2 separate regions of the Mus musculus genome follow, and region 2 is linked to region 1. The links are chromatin contacts, called in public Micro-C maps. All regions are on one chromosome and are shown on one strand. The core of a region is the stretch at or near the end of the contact, and the rest is flanking DNA. Distances in the headings are between cores, read along the strand shown. Region 1 holds the start of Phka2 (phosphorylase kinase alpha 2). Region 2 overlaps Phka2 (phosphorylase kinase alpha 2).

Region 1 (4,634 bases), core at 1,534-4,033:
TTGCTCTTGCAGAGGACCTGGGTTTGGTTTCAGGACCCACATGGTAGCTCACAACCATCTATAACTCAAATTCCAGGGGATCTGACAGCCTCTTCTGACTTCCACAGGCACCAGACACGAACACAGTAGACATACATACATGCAGGCAAAATACTCATGTGCATAAAAAAGATTTTTTTTAAAAAAGGAACAAAATTGGGTCAAAAATTCTTAGGAATATATTCATTTATTTCTCACCTCAGTTTCCAGATATAACATCAAGAAATCAGAGCATATAAAATTTAAATATATATTCATATGGAATATTGTATTATTCAGGGTTTTACTGCTGTGAACAGACACCATGACCAAAGCAAATCTTATAAAAAAAAAAAAAACAAACAACATTTAATTGGGGTTGGCTTACAGGTTCAGAGGTTCAGTCCATTATTATCAAGGTGGGAGTGTGGCAGCATCCAGGCAGGCATGGCCCAGGCAGAGCTGAGAATTCTATGTCTTCATCCAAAGGCTGCTAGTGGAAGACTGACTTCCAGGCACCTAGGGTGAGAGTATTAAGCCCACACCCACAATGACACACCTACTCCAACCAGGTCACACCTATTTCAACAAGGCCACACCTCCAAATGGTGCCACCCCCTGGTCCAAGAATATACAAACTATCACAAATATATAGCCTTTAAAATAATATTTTATTAATTATTTGAGAATTCCATATAGTGTATTTTTATCATGTTTACCTAGATAGCTATATAGCCTTGTAACCCTGGCTGGCTTGCCTCAAATTCAGGACCTTCCTGATTCAGTATCCACAAAGATGGGATTACAAGTATCGCCATTCCTGGCTTTAAAATATATGCTTTTAAAATATATTTAATAGATACGTTCTTCACTATGAAGAAACCCTTATAGTCCCTGGTATGTCCTCTCCTTGACTCTCAATCTTATATAGCTGCAAGAAGTTGGAGCAGAGACAAATTTAACATTCTTTTACACTATGGTAATGGGAAAGTAAAATGATTCCAGGTCATCTAAACTAAATTATTACAGAAATAGTTTAATTTGGTTAACTGGTTAGTTTTTTCAAGTTGATTAAGAATGGACCCTCCCAATTCAGAGACAGGGTACTTTAGGTTCAAAAGACATGATATTTCCACTTTGCATGCTGTCCTCTAAGACAGAGTCTTAAGCTTCCAATGAGAACACAAGCCATCCTAAAAATAAGCAATGATGCCACCTTTTAAATACAGAAGAATATATGAAATCTCCAGGAAAGGTACATAGAAAGATTACTAAAGGGATTCAATTATGGTAATTGAATGCTTAATCTTACTCCCTAGGCCACAGCAACTCCTACATGGAAGTACATTGTGCACTGTTTCATAACTTCAGTGCCATTATTAAAACAAATAATGAGTTGAGAAAAGAATGGTAAGAAGATATGAGGGGAACTGCCCAATGTAAAACATATACATGCACCAAGGCTTGAAAAGAATGTTGAAAAGTACTCGAGCTGGGTGTGGTGGCACGTACTCAGAATCCCAACACTTTGGATGCCGAGGAAAGAAGTATTGCTGTGAGTTTGAGGAATAGTCTTGGATACATAATATAGTTGAGAGCAGCCTAGGCTACATGACAAGACTCTGTCTCAGAGAAAAAGTATGTGGGCTGATAGGGGTTGGGTGCTTTAGTTAAAGACTAACTATAAGGGGAGTCAAATAAGCAGGACTCATTTTCAGTCCATCAACATTGAGCCCTAGACACATGTACAATCAACTCTGTGCCAGGTGTGGTGGGAGATACCAAGCTATTTCATAAGCATCTCATAATCCAGTTAGAAAAGTATGCCTCAGTTAAAATGTAAACAATACACTATTTCCAAATGGTGCTGAAAATAGCTCTGGTTTAAGTGCCACTCTGAGTCAAGTATGTGCTACACGCACTTGACCTTGTCACATTACAAGGCATGAGGTTTACCCCAACAGATAAAAACAGTAAAAGTCAAACAACTGAAACAGTAACACAAATGTCTATATAAATCAGAAATGGAATAAAGTGCAGTTCGAACTGACTCGTTGCCCCATCTTTACTGAGGAAACTGCTATAGGAATCCAGAAAATTGGAAACGCTAATGAGTGGGCTGACCTAGTCTTTAAGGCAAAGGTAAGTTTTAGACAATGAAATGGGTCAAAGTGGAGAATAACAAAGTGCTTGTGGAAGCAATTACATTAGAACAGCTGCCCAGTCAAATTTATTTGTGGGCCAGATTTTGATGGACAATGAAGACAGGATCAAAGAATGCGGCCTGTGGTTAGCAACCTTGACAACTAATGGGATGCCAAATTTCAAAATATACTATTATAAATGAACTGCAAAATTCTCCCAGGAGCTAAGGCCAGGAGCCACGGGTACCAGGAGTGTATGTGGAGGACAGTACTCAGGCCTCCCTTTCTTGCTTTCAGTGCTGAGCTCCACTATGGGGACTCTGTCCTCAGGTGAGGCCCAGGACAGGGCGGGGCTATGACGGCCGGTCATCCGAAGGATGCCCAGGCGGCCCAGCCTCTTTCTAGTCTCCGGTGGGTTTGGCGGCTCCGCTCAGGAGACCTTGTCATTGCCGACCCAGAAAGCCGACTTGTTCTCTGCTTCCATCCAAGTTCTCCATACTCCTGCGGGCTGCCCCATTTTCCTTCCTGGTCAGGCCATGACAAGGAGGGCTCCAAACCCCACGGAGGAGGCGGACTGGGGGCGGAGCTGCGAGCAGATCGGTACCGCCCCCCCAACGCGTTCCTTCCGGGCGGGACTGCACGGGTTCCGCTTCTTGGTTCGGGCCGGCGTGAGGGGTGGCCTCCGTACCCCGGGGGCCGCGACCGAAGGACTCTGCTCCTTTAGCCTCAGCCGCGGTTGGAAGCAGGTTGAGGTAGGAGCAAAGTCAATAAAAAAAACTGAATTTCCGTTAAGAGCCCAGCTCCCCGCCGCTCCCAGCGGCCTTCCTCTGTAGACCCTCTCCCTTTAGGCGGAGACTTGGAGAGTCCGCCCCACGAGGGGGGCGGAGCCTAGTAAAGCTTAGGTGAGCTCCCAAGCAACCCGGAGCCGCCTCCCAAAACAGAGGGGTACCGCCAAGGCCTTTCTCCAGCCTAGTGCCCAGTCTAGGTTCTGTCGAGCATGGTGGTGGGACTAGAAACCCTCGGGGCAGCTGCTGACCGGGAGGAAGCCGGGCCGCGATAGCGCCACCCCCGTCTCCTCCCCCGCACCGCCCAGCGGCGCGACACTCTGGTTGGCTCGCCTTGCAAGTCATACTTTGGGTCTCTCAGTTTGAAAACTCTTCCTCTCGGCCCCCTTTGAAGAAACTCATTGACGCTGAATGTTTTGAGGACCAGGTCAGCTTGGAGGCGGCAACTTTGGCGGACACCAGCGGGCAGGTCCAGCTCCGTGGCCCATGAGCTTGGGCGAGATGCGGAGCAGGAGCAATTCTGGGGTCCGCCTGGACGGGTACGCGAGGCTGGTGCAGCAAACCATCCTGTGTTACCAGGTAAACAGAGAGCAGCCCAGAGAACGGTGGAAACTGCCCACTGATATAACTCATTCTCCCCAAGGCCTCTGTCACTCATGAGAGCTTGCATTTATTTAAGAGGTTTCCGACTTTAATCCAGTCCTTTGCTAGCCAGTTATCACCCTACTCCCTTATCGCTATTTTATTCACTTTACTCACAAGTCAGGCATTCTGGCTTTTGAACAGTTGCTGCGGCTGCTTTGCAGAATTCTGGGACCTTTTTTTTTCTCTCCTCTTCCTCCTCCCTTCCTCTTTTTCCCCCCATCGGGACACCCCCCTCGAGGTCCTTCCTTACTGCCTCTTTTGGATGAAAGAAGTCTGTTAGGTTGGACAGAGCACACTGAAGGAGAACAGTGAACTAACTCTACTCTGGGAACAGTAGGCAGGAGTGAAAAACTCCCAAGGCTTGCATCTGACCAGAGTGTGGGCAACTGTTACTGCCCCTCCCTTGTTAGAAATCCCCCTGAGAGGACCCTATGACCACTCTGGTTGCTGCTTTACAGCCAACAAAACTTCTGGGCACAGAGCATCAGCATCAAGGGGTCCTGTGAAACTGTGCATATAATCTCAGGTATGAATACGCCTGCTATGCTTCCTGCTTGGCAAAAGTTATGTGTGAGTGCCCAATGTAAGACCACTGAGCTATTTTTGTTCAGAGCAAAGACATCAGCTATATTGCTTGCCTTCAGTTGGCAGCAGCTATTTTTAGGGCTTTGAGAGTCAGAGAAGGAAGTAGCAGTTGGTGGTCATTTCCAAACCATTAACCTTTTTTTTTTCTTCTTAGCTAATTCCTTGACCTCTCACTCAGGAAGAATTTATTGTGTATCTTTTCTATGCAAGGCATCATACAAACTACATAAAATGAATAAATGGTACTGCCAGTGGTGTGACTTAGTGGTAGTTTACCTGGTAGTCTCAAGGCCCTGGATTGGATTGCAGCACTGTAAAAGAAAAAAAAAAATGTTCATAGCACAATACGGTGAATTTTATGAATAACGTAAAATAAGTTCAGTGTTTCTTGTTTGAAACACGTTGGGGCCAAATGTGGCTTGTAAGCTAGAAACGTCTTGATTTTAAAAATCATATG
Region 2 (4,634 bases), core at 1,228-3,727, 47 kb after region 1:
TTTCAGTGGTTAGAAATGAGGCTCTGGAAGAAATCACTATAGAATTGCCTTCCTTTTTATTAGTAAAATTCAAATATTGTTTTAATTTTTAATACCAGCTAATCATACTATATGACATTTTAGATACTAAGTCAAGAAAAATTAAAACTTATGGCATAAGACATGACCAATGTTCTTGTTAGACATTGATGTTTTTTGTATAACTTACATAAGAAAAAAATAACCCAAATCTTTATATATTTTAAGCTAGAGAAAATGAAATTAAAGTTTAATTTAAAAGCTATGGTTTTTTTGTTTTGTTTATTTGTTTGTTTAGTTTTTAGTTTTTCGAGGTAGGGTTTCTCTTTATGTAGTCCTGGCTCTCCTGGAATTCACTATGTAGACCAGGCTAACCCAAAACTCAGAGATCCACCTGCCTCTGCCTCCCAAGTGCTGGGATTAAAGGTATGTGCCACCACACCAACCTTATTCTCATTCATGTGAGCTTTCTATCTCTCTAAATTATACTGAACAATGAGTGTATGTATGTATATGTTTGAGTATATGTATGTATATATGATATGTATATATTTATAAAGACAAAGGAAAATTTTGAATCTTTTAATACTAGTTTTGAGTAAGGTAAAGGTAAGTAAGCAGTCAAAACAAAAAAGCATGCTCAAGTGAAAGGATACAATATCTTTTGTTACTTCATTACTGTATCTCAATTTATAATGCTCCCCACTTATGCTCTCTCTTCTAGTTGTCATATTATTTAGATTTTTTTTTTAGCACTATAAGGGACCAAACCCAAATCCTGGGCTTGCATGCAAGGCAACTACTTTACCACTCACCTACATCCCTAGCCCTTGCTAATGTGTGTGTGTGTGTGTGTGTGTGTGTGTATGTATGTATGTGTGTTAAGCTACTTGAGCTGACAGTGCTCCCCACAAGAACCATAGACTAATGAAAACCTCAGTACCAGAGATGAGAAACCTTCTTTCAAATGATTAGGCAGAGTCCAAGCAGCAAGCAGTGCAGCATAGACTATTTATTGATGGAGCCCTTGCTTTCCTCTCCAAGGGTGAGGGCAAGCCTCTGCTGTTGAAGATACCTCACGGTTAGGACACAGAGCTTGGATGACATGAGCTGGATCTGACCTAAAAGCCTCTTTGCGCAATCTTGCTTCCTTGTTGACATTTTAAAATGTTATAATTGTGGTCAGACTTTGCCATCCATAAATTTAAAATGATCAGAAAATGAGATCTGGAAGTATAATTGACTGAGCTCTCCAAAAAGCCATGCTTAAATAGCTGGTGGCTGGTGACGTTTTCTGTCCTACTTCTTTCCTCTTTTGTGATGTTGGTTTTTATCACTGCCTTTTCAGTGTAATGGGAGTGTTTGCTTCAAAAGCTGTCATTATAATGAGAGCTGCATCCTTATAATGGTGTAGATGGAGCATAGTACATGCATTTCCTTTTTGTCTCACATTCGATTTTTGCAACAAATCAATCTTTCTTGCTCTCCCACCCGTGTGTGTGTGTGTCTGTGTGTGTGTGTGTGTGTCTGTGTGTGTGATGCTGAGGATGAAACTCAAGACCTTGCATTATAGGCCGCCACTACCACCAAACCACAATATCAACCCCAGCAAATACTTCCTAACCAATAAGCATTGTGTGTATGTGTCATTTGTATGTATGTGTAGTATGTACATGATCATGTATGTGTGTAGAGTATGTTCACATGTGAAAACCAGAGGTTGATGCTTGGTATCTTGCTTTCTGCCTCTCTTTACCTTATTGTCTGAGATAGGGTCTTTCACTAATAGAACTTATCAACTTAGGTAAACTGGCTGGTCAATGAGTTTTGGGGAACCATTGGTCATAAATGTGCCACCAGGGCTTTTATGTGGACTCCAGGGATCCAGACTTTTGTTTGTTTGTTTGTTTGAGACAGGGTTTCTCTGTGTAGCCCTGGCTGTCCTGGAACTCAGTTTGTAGACCAGGCTAGCCTTGAACTCAGAAATCTGCCTGCCTCTGCCACCATGCCCAGCCAGACTTGAATCCTCACAGTTGCACTTTGCTGACTTGAGCCATCTCCCCAGGCCCTTGAGCCAAAAAAAAAAAAAAAAAAAAAAAAAAAAGGAAAAAAGAAAGGGGGTGGGGCTCCTACTTAGGCAGAAACATAATATGTTGCCTAACATTTCAAGATGTTTAAACTTGTTTGGTAAGGCATATTTCAAATGTGAGAAAACTTAAGAATAAACTATTGAAATGAGAATGGCTTGGGAATGATGTGCATGGTATAAATGACAGCTCTGTGGAAAGTTTGAAGACCAAACAGCTACTTTCTTGGGGGCTACCCTTGCCCTCTCCCTGGAAACAAGGCAAGTGGGGCTTGGCTCAGGGGGAAAAAGCAATGGTGTCTCCCTTCTCCTAACATTTCTGACAGCCAGAGTCACTCTGTTCTACAGCCAAGCATTTGTAGCCCAGAGGCCTGTTCTGTTACTGTTTCCTAAGCTGTACTGGCATTGCATAATTAACTGCCAGACCTCTGTCACACTAAAGATGCTGGGGCTGTTTTCCAGGTCCAAGAATACCGAGAAGCCTTGGAGGGAATATTAATCAGAGGCAAAGATGGGATCCACTTGGTGCCAGAACTCTATGCCATCCCACCAGACAAGGTAACCAGTTGTCACCAAGCCCTTGTGGGGCTCATCTAGACCGAGTGAGTTAGGGCTTGGCTTTTTTGGTATTCTCTACCCACCTTTTAGGGCATATGACCTCTTTTCCTCTTTAGAAATCAGAAGTTGCTTCTAAAAGATATAGCTTTCCTATTTATCATAAGGAATTATAGCTTTGAAGAACATATGGAACATATTTGACCATGGATGTCCTAGGGAGGCAGCATCTAAAAACCTTTGAAGCATACCTGTCCCTAATCTGTGTTTGAATCAGGCCCATACACACCTTACCAAAGGAAATCAAAGCCCCTGGAACCTGTCCAATCTAGGATTCCAGACCCCAGGTTCTAGACTCCAGGTTGTGGGCCTTCACACAAAGCCACACCACTTGCTAATGGGTAGTATATTTTACAGTTAGTAGAAATGTCTACACATTGGATGCCCTATTGGACCTTTGAAAGTAGTGATGTAGTAGATTTTTCTTTTAATTTCATGTAGAACATACATTTTGATGAGCAGTGACTTGTAATTTCACCCTCCAAATATGTGAGGCAGAAGGATCAGTAATTCAAGGCTACTTTGTATGACCCTCTTGCAAAGGAATGTTTAAAAATATACATTTTAAATGAGTCTGAAATTTGATCCTTAAATGGCATAAAATTTCTGAGTATTACTTTGGGCCCTAATCTAGAACAGAGGTTCTCAACCTTCCTAATGCCGTGACCCATTAATACAGTTCTTCATGTTGTGGTGACCCCCAGCCATAAAATTATTTTCATTCCTAATTCAAAACTATAATTTTTGAATCATAATGTAAATATCTGATATTTACAATGGTCTTAGACAACCTCTGTGAATAGGTTTTTTGACCCCCAAAGAAGTTGCAAACCATAGGTTGAGAACTGTGATCTAGAAGGAACTATTAAATGTTACATAAATGACTACTTAGATCAAAAGAAAAGTCAAATGAAGGAGTTGAGTTTCTATAAGAAATAGAATATTCTACATCTGGAAGCATTGGATTATTTCACATTGATAATAGCCCACCTAGTCAGCTGGTTCACTTCTGGATTCACTGGAGTGGCGGGGAGTGGGGAGTTTCCTTGCAATGTCCCTATCTACTCAGTCCTACCTAGACTGTTGGGTCTGAGCTTCCAGAAACTCCATATTTCCATCATAGCACGGCAGGTGTATATCATCCAAGTGTTCTTAGGACAAGTTAAAGATAAGATTTCTGTTGTGTCACACCATACCGACTAAGTTATGAAGTCTTCCAGGGATTTTGTGTGTGTGTGTGTGTGTGTGTGTGTGTGTCATAAAGTCTTCTGCAAATTACTTCACTTTACATTTCTATCTGTATGCTATGGATGGTGTGAATGCTGATAAGGGTAAGAGGTGTTGAGGTCACTTTCCATAGCTACATTTTTATATTCCATGTTCAGATTGCTCATACTCTAGTACTGTGGCATCAATGGAAGGAAGCTGGAAACCAAGCAAGGGAGAATGCATTATCTTCAAGGATAGTACACCTACTTTATGGTAGAGACTAGTCATCCATCCCTGCTCTCCCAAAAGGCACTAACCATAGTAAATACTTGGTATCAGGGCTGTGCTTTGCTTCCTGCAAGATAATGCTGGTTGTACATCACAAAAATGTTACTCTACAACTCTCTCCTAAAGACCACACTGACTTTTAGGTATCTACTTGTCATTCAGTGTCCTCTTTATTCAGTGTACTTAGCTTATATGCAAGGCACCAGCGCTGGACAGTAGTTTACCTTAACCTCATTTTGTGTTAGCTTTGCAGGTGAGAGTTTGCAAGGTTCTTCAGTCACATCAATAGCATATATAGAGAGACCACTGGAAAAGAATCTGCAAGGCACCACAAACCTATATGGCTCCTTTGTGCAAATTAGAAAAAGTCTGGGACTACAGTGGCATGTAGCCTGTATGCTTGGGCAAGGTGCCACCA

What was found. A called contact is a pair of places that touch in the nucleus more often than the background predicts.
Region 2: a Micro-C map of brown adipocytes shows a contact between it and region 1, with 4 times the contacts expected there. The contact joins the enhancer-like site here to the promoter of Phka2 in region 1. A contact is called at or near these places in 2 of 39 promoter capture datasets (the 3T3-L1 cell line and 3T3-L1-derived adipocytes), 7 of 484 Hi-C or Micro-C datasets (the HPC-7 cell line, beige adipocytes, brown adipocytes and 3 more), 3 of 115 datasets of contacts at active chromatin or transcription factors (the 230-238 cell line, the SCID.adh cell line and trophoblast stem cells) and 1 of 9 other capture datasets (adipose tissue).

What each region holds. Positions count from the first base shown.
Region 1 is chrX:160,499,379-160,504,012 of GRCm38.p6, forward strand. Phka2 (phosphorylase kinase alpha 2) reads left to right here and starts at 2,784. Exons shown (of 33, transcript NM_172783.4): 1 at 2,784-3,526. The coding sequence starts at 3,449. It overlaps Gm15241 (a long non-coding RNA gene), which reads right to left and starts at 440. Exons shown (of 4, transcript XR_387097.4): 1 at 407-440.
Region 2 is chrX:160,546,609-160,551,242 of GRCm38.p6, forward strand. It overlaps Phka2 (phosphorylase kinase alpha 2), which reads left to right. Exons shown (of 33, transcript NM_172783.4): 11 at 2,567-2,662. Among named protein-coding and RNA genes, the nearest start is that of Phka2, 47 kb to the left of the region's middle. Within about 2 kb of position 2,478, at least 6 of the 459 cell types and tissues checked have an H3K27ac peak or open chromatin away from gene starts, as enhancers often do. A contact at or near this core is called in 3T3-L1-derived adipocytes, adipose tissue, beige adipocytes and 1 more, where this site is marked.